Regions from separate parts of the Mus musculus genome. Here region 1 is linked to region 2. Evidence: chromatin contacts called from public HiChIP or PLAC-seq data. All regions are on one chromosome and are shown on one strand. The core of a region is the stretch at or near the end of the contact, and the rest is flanking DNA. Distances in the headings are between cores, read along the strand shown.

Region 1 (5,194 bases), core at 44-2,543, 98 kb after region 2:
GCAGGGTACACTCGGGAGGTACAGCTCCAAAACTCAGGAGGCTGAGGCAGGAGGATCGCTTGTTCTCAGAAGTTCAAGACCAACTTAGGCACACAGCATGACTCCATCTCAGAAGGATGCCAAAAGAATCCTGGTGAGAAAATAAAACCCCAACTGGATGTCAAGTGTTGCTTTGCCTCCAGCTAGCTCCCAACTCCTTTGTTTCATTATATTATTATTACATTCAGTGTGTACACATGTGCGCATGCGTGCCACAGAGAGAAAGAGTGTGTGTGTGTCTGTGTGTGTGTGTCTCTGTGTGTGTGTGTCTCTGTGTGTGTCTGTGTGTGTGTCTGTGTGTGTGTGTCTGTGTGTGTGTCTGTGTGTGTGTCTGTGTGTGTGTGTGTGTCTCTGTGTGTGTATGTCTCTGTGTGTGTCTGTGTGTGTGTCTGTGTCTCTGTGTGTGTGTGTCTGTGTGTGTGTGTGTCTGTGTTTCTGTGTGTGTGTGTCTGTGTATGTGTGTCTGTGTGTGTGTGAGTGTGTGTGTGTGTCTGTGTGTGTGTGTGTGTCTGTGTGTCTGTGTCTGTGTGTGTGTCTGTGTGTGTGTCTGTGTGTGTGTCTGTGTGTGTGTGTGTCTGTGTCTCTGTGTGTGTGTGTGTCTGTGTTTCTGTGTGTGTGTGTGTGTCTGTGTGTGTGTGTCTGTGTCTGTGTGTGTGTGTGTGTGTCTGTGTGTGTGTCTGTGTGTGTGTGAGTGTGTCTGTGTGTGTGAGTGTGTGTGTGTCTGTGTGTGTGTGAGTGTGTGTGTGTCTGTGTGTGTGTCTGTGTGTGTGTGAGTGTGTGTGTGTGTATTACAGGAGTAGGTTCTCTCCTTCTGCTATGCGGAAGCCAAGGGATCAAACTCAGGTCATCAGGCTAGACCGGCAGGGCTTTTCCAGCTGAGCTGTCTCACCTGCCCTCCTTGATTTAACGTATCAAAGCCGCATAGCCAGAGACCTGCAGAGAATGCACCTGGGGCACAAAGAAAATATTTACTGGAATGAGAATTAAAAGTGATTTTGAAGTTACAATTTTACCCCTGGTAATTTGGCAGATTCAGTTATTTTGTGTCAAATACATGTTAAAAAGAAAAGTATATATCACACAGGAAGCAATTACCATTTCCATGAGAATGTTAATTATATTTACTACCAGAGTTTAGTCAAGCAAAGCAAATCAATTACTGAACCCGACATTCATTCTTTAAATGTAGGATGCTGTTTAGGAGCGAAACGCACGTGCCTCTAGTGCCCCCTTGCGGTCAATTTGTACAAAAGTGTCTCCTGACTCATTTCAAATGCTGCTTTAAAAGTGTATTTTGGGGTTTCCCATGTACTACGGGTATTTCCTCCATAGGGGGCACTAATCAATATCTATCCCCCACCTACAACAGTCCCAAAGACAAACTAAGATTCACCCTGCGTAACCAATGAGTTTACTGGGCCTACTTAAAGACCATGGATGAGGGGTTACTGACAGGAGTGTGTGTGACCCTGAGGAACCACACTGGAATATCTTCACGCAGCGACAGGAACTGGCTTCCCCGTAGCAACCGATGGAGTCCAGTTGTTCTCATCGTCTTCCCCACCAGAGACCCCAAAGGTCACTGGCAGCCAAGACAAATGGCAAAGAGAACTAGCTGGTGGCTCAGGTGAGTATCCAAAGACGCTCCCGATCCCTCGTGAGAGAATGCCAACAAACTCGGCTGCGGTGACCTTATGCAAACATATGATGATGGTAATTTCTTCGGGGGCGGGGGAAGACAGTGCCATACAACTCTACATCATCCATTACTCTAATGAGGGTTATCTGGACCAAAAACAGAACAAAAATGAGAGGAATAAAGGCTGAGAAATTTTCCTCAATAACCTATAAAGATGAAAGGATGACAGTGATACCATGAGAATTAAGGGCAGAAATTTGGGTACCATCTCAGCAAGATAAGCAAGGTCCCAAATAAAGGAATGAGTTCAATTTCCAACGAGGGTGGGATCCATCAAAGACCCTGCGTCATTTAGCTGTGAGTGTGTAGGGACCACAGCACAGAGACTAGTAACGATTCATCAGTCATTCTGACACTGGGGAAGTCTGTCCTCCACTAGACTCTTGCCTTTGATAAGCAGGTCTACTCTGACTAAAAACAGTTTCTTGCTTTTGACTAAAATGACAGCATTTGAGTGTTGGTAGCAGGGCAGTTTCGAGCCATACACTGCATTCTAAATATGAATTAGCTTATATATAAGTAGTAAAACTTGTAGGAAAGAAAGCTTCAAAATATAGAAGTCATAGAAAAACAAGAAAGGGGCAAAGGTTATGAATTCTTTCACATCGGTCTAAAAATCTTCCCTGACAATGTCATTCGGAGTCTGGTACAAAGTGATTATGTGCTGTTGCCCTGTTTAGATGTGTGTGTGTGTGTGTGTGTGTGTGTGTGTGTGTGTGTGCACGAGTGTGTGTGTGTCTGTGTCTGTGTGTGAGCATGATTATGTGTCTGTGTGTGTGAGCATGAGTGTGTGTGTCTGTGTGTGTGAGCACGAGTGTGTATGTGTGCGTGTGTCTGTGTCTGTCTGTGTGTGAGCATGAGTGTGTGTGTCTGTTTCTGTGTGTGTGAGCACGAATGTGTGTGTGTGTGTCTGTGTGTGAGCACGAGTGTGTGTATGTGTCTGTGTGTAAGCACGAGTGTGTGTGTCTGTGTCTGTGTGTCTGTGTCTGTCTGTGTGTGAGCATGAGTGTGTGTGTCTGTGTCTGTGTGTGGGAGCACGAGTGTGTGTGTCTGTGTGTGAGCACGAGTGTGTATGTGTCTGTGTGTGTAAGCACGAGTGTGTGTGTCTGTATCTGTGTGTCTGTGTCTGTCTGTGTGTGAGCATGAGTGTGTGTGTCTGTGTCTGTGTGTGGGAGCACGAGTGTGTGTGTGTGTGTGTGTCTGTGTGTGAGCACGAGTGTGTGTATGTGTCTGTGTGTGTAAGCACGAGTGTGTGTGTCTGTGTCTGTGTGTCTGTGTCTGTCTGTGTGTGAGCATGAGTGTGTGTGTCTGTGTCTGTGTGTGGGAGCACGAGTGTGTGTGTCTGTGTGTGAACACGAGTGTGTGTGTCTGTGTGTGTAAGCACGAGTGTGTGTGTCTGTGTCTGTGTGTCTGTGTCTGTCTGTGTGTGAGCATGAGTGTGTGTGTGTGTGTGTGTGTGTGTGTCTGTGTGTGAGCACGAGTGTGTGTATGTGTCTGTGTGTGTAAGCACGAGTGTGTGTCTGTGTCTGTGTGTAAGCATGTGTGTGTATGTGTCTGTGTGTGTGAGCACAAGTGTGTGTCTGTGTGTGAGCATGAGTGTGTATGTGTCTGTGTGTGTGAGCATGAGTGTGTGTGTGTGCCGTGCATGCTCATTCACACTGATCTCTTAAGGCTGGAGTGGGGAGGATACAAAGTGAGCCTTTGACATCTTATGGAGTCAGAAAGAAAGGAAGTGCTCAGTAAGAGATGAGCGGAGCAGCGATTAAAAACAATGACTTTGTGAAATCCCTAGACAAATGCATGGACCTGGAGGGCGTCATCCTGAGTGAGGTAACCCAGTCACAAAAGAACACATATGATATGTACTCACTGATAAGTGGATATTAGCGCAGAAGCTCGGAATACCCAAGATACAATTCATAACCCACATGAAGTTCAAGAAGAAGGAAGACCAAAGTGTGGATACTTCGATCCTTCTTAGAATGATGAACAAAATACCCATAGAAGGAGTTACAGAGACAAAGTTCGGAGCTGAGGCAGGAGGAAGGACCATCCAGAGACTGCCCTACCAAGGGATCCATCCCATATACAACCACCAAACCCAGACACTACTGCAGATGCCAACAAGAGCTTGCTGATAGGAGCCTGACATAGCTGTCTCCTGAGAGGCTCTGCCAGTGCCTGACAAATACAGAAGTGGATACTCACAGCTATTCATTGGACTGAGCACAGGGTCCCCAATGGAGGAGCTAGAGAAAGGAACCAAGGAGCTGAAGGGGTTTTCAGCCCCCTAGGAGGAACAACAATAAGAACTAACCAGTACTCCCAGAGCTCCCTGGGAGTAAATCACCAATCAAAACACACAGAGAGACTCATGGCTCTAGCTGCATATGTAGCAGAGGATAGCCTAGTAGGACATCAATGGGAGGAGAGGCCCTTGATCCTGTGAAGGTGCTATGCCCCAGTATAGGGAAATGCCAGGGCCAGGAAGCAAGAGTGGGTGGGTTGGGGAGCAGGGGGATGGGGGAGGGAGTTTTCAGAGGGAAAACCAGGAAAGGGGATAACATCTAAAATGTAAATAAAGAAACATCTAATAAAAAAAGGTAATTAAGAGAGAGAGGGGGATAGAGAGAGAGAGGGAGAGAGAGAGAGAGAGAGAGAAAGAGAGAGAAGCGTAAATCAAAGGGATGAGGAACAATGGCACAGGCTGGAAATCCTGGCGGCAGCGGGGAGGCGGAGGCAGGCAAATTTCGTATTTGAGGCCAGTGTGGGTTTACAGAAACCAAACCGAAAAGGTTTTCAATTGTCAAATTAGGAACAATTTTTGGCACATGCATATACACACACACACACAGAAATTGTGACTGAGTTTAACTGAGTCTCAAAAACAAAGTTGCTGAGCACGGTGATGTGCACCGTTGGTCTCAGCACTTTCTGTGAGTCCGAGTCCAGCCTGTTCTACATATCCAGTTCCATGAAAGCCAGGGCTACATAATAAAACTCTGTCTCAAAGAAAGGAAGGGAGGGAGGGAGGGAGGAAGAGAGGGAGGGAGGGAGGGAGGAAGAGAGGGAGGGAGGGAGGGAGGGAGGGAGGGAGGGAGGGAGGGAGGGAGGGAGGGAGGGAGGAAGAGAGGGAGGGAGGAAGGAAGGGAGGGAGGGAGGGAGGGAGGGAGGGAGGAAGGAAGGAAGGAAGGAAGGAAGGAAGGAAGGAAGGCAGGCAGGCAATTACATTACAAGCAAATATAATGGCAAGTACATAGTGCTGTAGACAGGAAAAAGGATTACCCTTCTTCACACCAGCATTCCAATCAACACATCTCGAAAGGAATATCATAGAAACCATTGCTACAGTTAAATCCAACAGAAGCTGACGTTAACAGGTGTGGTGATTTGAATATGCTTGGCCCAGGGAGTGGCACTATTAGGAGGTGTGGCCTTGTTGGAGGAAGTGTGGGC
Region 2 (5,523 bases), core at 1,282-3,781:
GTATTCCTCAGGTGAGAATTCTTTGTTTAGCTCTGAGCCACATTTTTTAATGGGGTTATTTGATTATCTGGAGTCACTATTTGCAGATGATATGATAGTATATATAAGTGACCCTAAAAATTCCACCAGAGAACTCCTAAACCTGATAAACAGCTTCGGTGAAGTAGCTGGGTATAAAATTAACTCAAACAAGTCAATGGCCTTTCTCTACACAAAGAATAAACAGGCTGAGAAAGAAATTAGGGAAACAACACCCTTCTCAATAGTCACAAATAATATAAAATATCTCGGCGTGACTCTAACTAAGGAAGTGAAAGATCTGTATGATAAAAACTTCAAGTCTCTGAAGAAAGAAATTAAAGAAGATCTCAGAAGATGGAAAGATCTCCCATGCTCATGGATTGGCAGGATCAACATTGTAAAAATGGCTATCTTGCCAAAAGCAATCTACAGATTCAATGCAATCCCCATCAAAATTCCAACTCAATTCTTCAACGAATTAGAAGGAGCAATTTGCAAATTCATCTGGAATAACAAAAAACCTAGGATAGCAAAAACTCTTCTCAAGGATAAAAGAACCTCTGGTGGAATCACCATGCCTGACCTAAAGCTTTACTACAGAGCAATTGTGGTAAAAACTGCATGGTACTGGTTTAGAGACAGACAAGTAGACCAATGGAATAGAATTGAAGACCCAGAAATCTGCATTCTTATGAGAGCTTCAGGCAATCATAACCTGTGCAGTTTACCTGCACAAATTCTGATCTCAGTGCTTATCATCAAAGCCTACCAATGATGTAGCTAGTCTCATTCACTTAAAAGTATTAGATGCTGTGGTTTTTAAATGTTTTCACATGATGAAATCCTTTGTGTGTACTCATTATGCTGGTTCTGCATTACATAAGAACAGTAAATGCCACATTTAATCAAAACAACATATTATCTGTGGATTAGCAAAAGATTATTTTAAAATAAAATAGAGGACCTGGGAGATACCACAGTGGATAAAGCTCTTGCTGTACAACCATGAGTCTGTGTTCAGATCTCCAGGACCCATATAAAAGTCAGGCATGGCGATTCATGTCCCTATCAGTAGTGCTAGGGAAGATGGACAGGCAGAGAGAAGTGTCCCCCAGAGTGCACTGACGAGTTGAGTCCATCTGAAATGGTGAGTTTAAGGTACAATGAGAGACTCTGTCTCAAAAAATAAGGTGGAGAGTGCTAGAGGAAGATGTCCACCGTTAACCTCTACCCACCCCACAATCACATACACAAAGATACATGCCCACTCCACATTACGTCACACACACACACTAAATCAATCAGATAATAAGATTGAAAACAGCTCTCAGAGACTTATTCCTGATGCTTCCTGCTCCCACTTTTTATTGCTCACATTTATTGGTACTCTGGGTTGAAAGTGTGAGGTGAATGGATGATTTCATTTGATCCTCATAACAGCCTCATGCTGAGGTATGAGTTACCATTATACTTCCCAGCCTGGAAATAAGCAAATCAGGACTGGGTCATGTGACTTCCCTAGGGTCTCAGAGTAAGGGAGGAACCAGCGTTGATCTGGCTTTGAATGAAAAGTTGTCTATCTAAACGCTAAAGGGAACAACTTAGTTGGATTTTGTTCAATACAGGATTTATTTTTGTTCTCTTTCTGGCCTGGTACCTCGCCCTAACAGTCTTGGAAATCGGATATAAAACACCCTGAGAGTTGTCTGGAACATTGCACATATGCAAAAATGTGAAAATAAGTTTGAAATATTAAAATATGTTTCTAAAAGATTGATATTTGGAAATGAGGGTATGGCCTAGTATTAGGGTGTTTGCCTCGAATGTAGAAGGCCTTGGGTGGTTTTGCTCTGTTTTGTTTTCATTCTCCACCACAGCTTTATTTCTGCTCCTCTTCCCTGTTCTCACTGCTCATTGGTCTTGGGGACTATCCAAGTTTGAAGATGTAACTACTATTATGAAATGACAATGGACTATTGAAAATGAAAATGGTCTTCGTAAAACAAGACTATTTTCACGAGAGTGGAGGCACCATAAAGATGAGCGTTCTCACCGGGTGGTGGTGGAGCACTCCTTTAATCCCAGCACTTGGGAGGCAGAAGCAGGTGGATTTCTGAGTTCGAGGCCAGCCTGGTCTACAGAGTGAGTTCCAGGACAGCCAGGGCTTACACAGAGAAACCCTGTCTCGGGAAAACCAAAAAGAAAAAGAAAAAAAAAAAAAAGATGAGCATTCTCTTCTCAGTGCCAACCCAGGAAGAACGTCATCCACACAGAAATGATAGTCAGTGGCTCATTCACAGGCTGCTCTCTGAGTACATTCTGGTTGCTTCACCCGATTCTCAGACAAGGGAGGAGGATAGACAGGTGTGAACTGATGATAAAACAGTGTGATGACACCAAAGCCTATCCTGTAAGGATGCGCGGTAAGACCGAAGCACAGGGTGTAAGGATGGCTGAGCAACAACTTGGTACAATATGTGTATTTCAACCCGACTTCCCAATATGGGCTCATTTCCTTTTTGCATCAACACGAAGCCTCAAGTGAAACCACAGAGTGTATTTCATTTCAGAATGAAACTCATGACACAGCAAAGCGGTGAGTCATCCCGGGTCTGTGAAATTTCAATCCCAGTGGTGTAAAAACCAACTTGGGTCCTTTCCATCATTAAGCCAGTGAATGAATGGCCAGGTGTTTGCATTTTAACCATCGTTCATCTTCGTTGAACTGTCAGGTGCACTGTAACAATCAACTGATCAGGGATAAAAGGGAAAGAGAGTAGGGAAACTGCTCTCCTTACTGGTCTGGACCATGGAAGACAGTAGAGATTGGATCCCAAGTTTTCCACACTGACTAGCCTGGAAGCAGAACCTACTTAACTGCATTGTTACATGAAAACTCCCTAAATAAACTCTTTTTTCCTTGGAATGCAAAGTTAGATAAATAGGTCTGGGAACTCTTACAGTAATGAGTGCATGCGAGTCAGTAACACATTTCAGAATTCATGATGAGGTCACAAAAGTGGCTTCCTATGTTATATAGGTGGCAACGTCATAATTACTTGTCTGTTGCTCATCTTCCTTTTAGAGTGGGGGAAAAAAAGAAGAAGAAGAAGAAGAAGAAGAAGAAGAAGAAGAAGAAGAAGAAGAAGAAGAAGAAGAAGAAGAAAGAAAGCTTCAGTGGTTTCTCAGTAAGTGTGAACCAGAACCATAGCACAGTTCATTGGATGTCCTTACTAAACGGGCACCCTGACACACAAAACTAAGGCCACAAATCCCAAGAGAAAGCCTGAAATCTGGCCCCAGCAGCAAAGAAACACATTTGTCTTTGTATCAACCTTCATCTCGTTTTTGAAAGGCATCCTGGTGTGTCCCAGGGCACACTGAATCAGTGTCAACGTGTGTCTGTTCTCAACTCCAGCCTTCGATACCATAGTTACCTCTTCTCATGGCTGTGAGAACATGTGTTCCCACTCTGGCCTGCCAATGGCAGCGACTTACATAAACAGTGCACAGAGGAGCCAGGAAGTCTAAAACCTTCACAGAGGCTTCAAATGGCATGCAAACTGTGATGAGAAGTTAGAAGACATTTAGTAGACACTGGAAACTCCTGCGGAAGCATCAGCTGTGTGAAAAGGAAGCTTAAGACCTCCTTATTCTCTAATGCCAATACTACACACTGCTTAGATTTCATAACTGAAATTGAGACTTTGGTTCTGTTCAAGTTCAAGGGTCCTTCCTGAATACTTATCATCTAGAAAGCGAGACAGCAGAACCTCTTCTTCTCTCTATCCCTCTAACAACCAACTTTAGAGTAAACTCAGATAAAATTCTAGTCTTCTCTTTCTTCTTTCTTTCCTTCCTTATTTCTTGACTTTCTTCTCTATAGAGTCACATCTTATTCCAAGATGGGGCATGTAAACCCAAAGAATGGTGGGGGGAAATCTCATGCAACTCAAATTACCCTTGAAAGCCCCTGAAGTCTCCCCCTGAGCTCTGTGTCTCCTCTGGATGATCTTATCAACACCTCTAATATGTCTTTAACTTTGTCTGTCTGTCTGTCTGTCTGTCTCTCTCTCTCTCTCTCATTTTTATTTTTTGAAATAAGGTCTCCTATGGCCCATCCTGGCTTTAAACTCACTCTATGCAGCCAAGGATGCGTTAACCTCCTGGTCCTCCTCTCCTGCCTCAGCCTCCCAGGTGCAGGGATTACAGATATGAGCTGCCAAGCCTGGCTTAAGTGTTTTAATTTTTTACTTCCTGTATTAAGTGTCAGCCATCTTTCCCTCACACATCTAATCCTTTAAAAAAAATTTCACCAATTTATCGTTGGTCAGAAAAACTCTAAAAGCGTTCATGACGAAGTTAGAGAAATGGCTCATCAGTTAAGAGCACTTACAGCTCTTGCAGAGGACCCAGGTTCTATTTCCAGCAGTTCTAGAGAATCCAATGACTTTTTCTGACCCCCTTGGGTACCAAGCATGCATATGGTGTACCTACATATGTGCTGGCAAAACACAAATATCCATACAATTTTTAAACTAAAAATATTAATCATTCATACAATCTTTTCATAGGTTTTCACCTAAGAATTGACTTTTTCAGATTTAATAAGTCCTTTTCTGCTAGTTCAGATAAATAGGCGCACCACTGATCACCTACACCTCCCGCCATCTTTCTATCGTTCCTCCTGCATCCCTGACTCTGTCTCTGTCCCCATTTCTTTCCTTGTCCTTTTTTAATTCCACAAAGTTCAACTCAGCTTCATTAAAATCAGCATTTACTAAGAAGCACGTATAAAACCAGTTTCCCTTCTTTCACAATAACTTTTTTCATTGCTCTCACTTACTCTTTCATGAACTCGGGCTTTCTGCACATGCTCAGTTGGCACCAGCTACAGCCCATCCTCGATTCCAGGTGTGGCCAGTCCACATCCACAAACAAAGTCCCTGCTTCAAGGAATTTCCTTTCCAATGGAATGCATGGGCACCGTGCTACACAATGAAGATTCACCACAAACAGACGTGCGTGTGCCCTCAGAGGCCATCATGGCTGAGACGTGGAGAACAAGGGGCAGGGAGCCAAGCAAGGGCAAAGGCGCAGCAGCGGACTTTTTCTCTCGTTGTCAAAGAAGATGGTGACGCTGAAGAAACCGAAAGGCCATGTTAGAAACAGAACTGACTGAACTTGCCCATTTTACGGTCAAGTATTCTTTCCTTACCAACGCTCAATTGATTCAGGGATTTCCCCCGTATGTGCTGAAAGCACTCCAAAACTGCTTAAGTGAGTGAAGTTCAGAGGCAGCCTTATTGAGTAATCTGCTTGGTGTACCCTACAAATAAACAGAATAAGGACTGCTGGTGAGTTTAGTCAAGGATTTGAGTACGTAGGTGAGACGGTATCAAAGAAGAGGAACTAGTTGCAGACATGGGATGAAGAATAGAGTTCTGTTTTATAGCAACCACGGAGTTTAAAATGCTAAAAGTCCTGGTTAAACAGATATCA

The links. HiChIP or PLAC-seq counts read pairs in DNA pulled down with a chosen protein or histone mark.
Region 1: an H3K4me3 HiChIP or PLAC-seq map of bone marrow-derived macrophages shows a contact between it and region 2, with 2.9 times the contacts expected there. The contact joins two enhancer-like sites. A contact is called at or near these places in 3 of 39 promoter capture datasets (the 3T3-L1 cell line, the C10 cell line and neutrophils), 2 of 15 datasets of contacts at CTCF or cohesin (CD8 T cells and large pre-B cells), 11 of 484 Hi-C or Micro-C datasets (CD4 T cells, CD8 T cells, bone marrow-derived dendritic cells and 8 more) and 3 of 115 datasets of contacts at active chromatin or transcription factors (the 230-238 cell line, bone marrow-derived macrophages and large pre-B cells).

Annotation. Positions count from the first base shown.
Region 1 is chr16:55,851,793-55,856,986 of GRCm38.p6, forward strand. All of the region lies in intron 4 of Nxpe3 (neurexophilin and PC-esterase domain family, member 3), which reads right to left. Among named protein-coding and RNA genes, the nearest start is that of Nfkbiz, 32 kb to the left of the region's middle. Within about 2 kb of position 1,294, at least 6 of the 459 cell types and tissues checked have an H3K27ac peak or open chromatin away from gene starts, as enhancers often do. A contact at or near this core is called in bone marrow-derived macrophages, where this site is marked.
Region 2 is chr16:55,752,055-55,757,577 of GRCm38.p6, forward strand. No RefSeq gene overlaps it. Among named protein-coding and RNA genes, the nearest start is that of Nfkbiz, 67 kb to the right of the region's middle. Within about 2 kb of position 2,532, at least 143 of the 459 cell types and tissues checked have an H3K27ac peak or open chromatin away from gene starts, as enhancers often do. A contact at or near this core is called in bone marrow-derived macrophages, where this site is marked.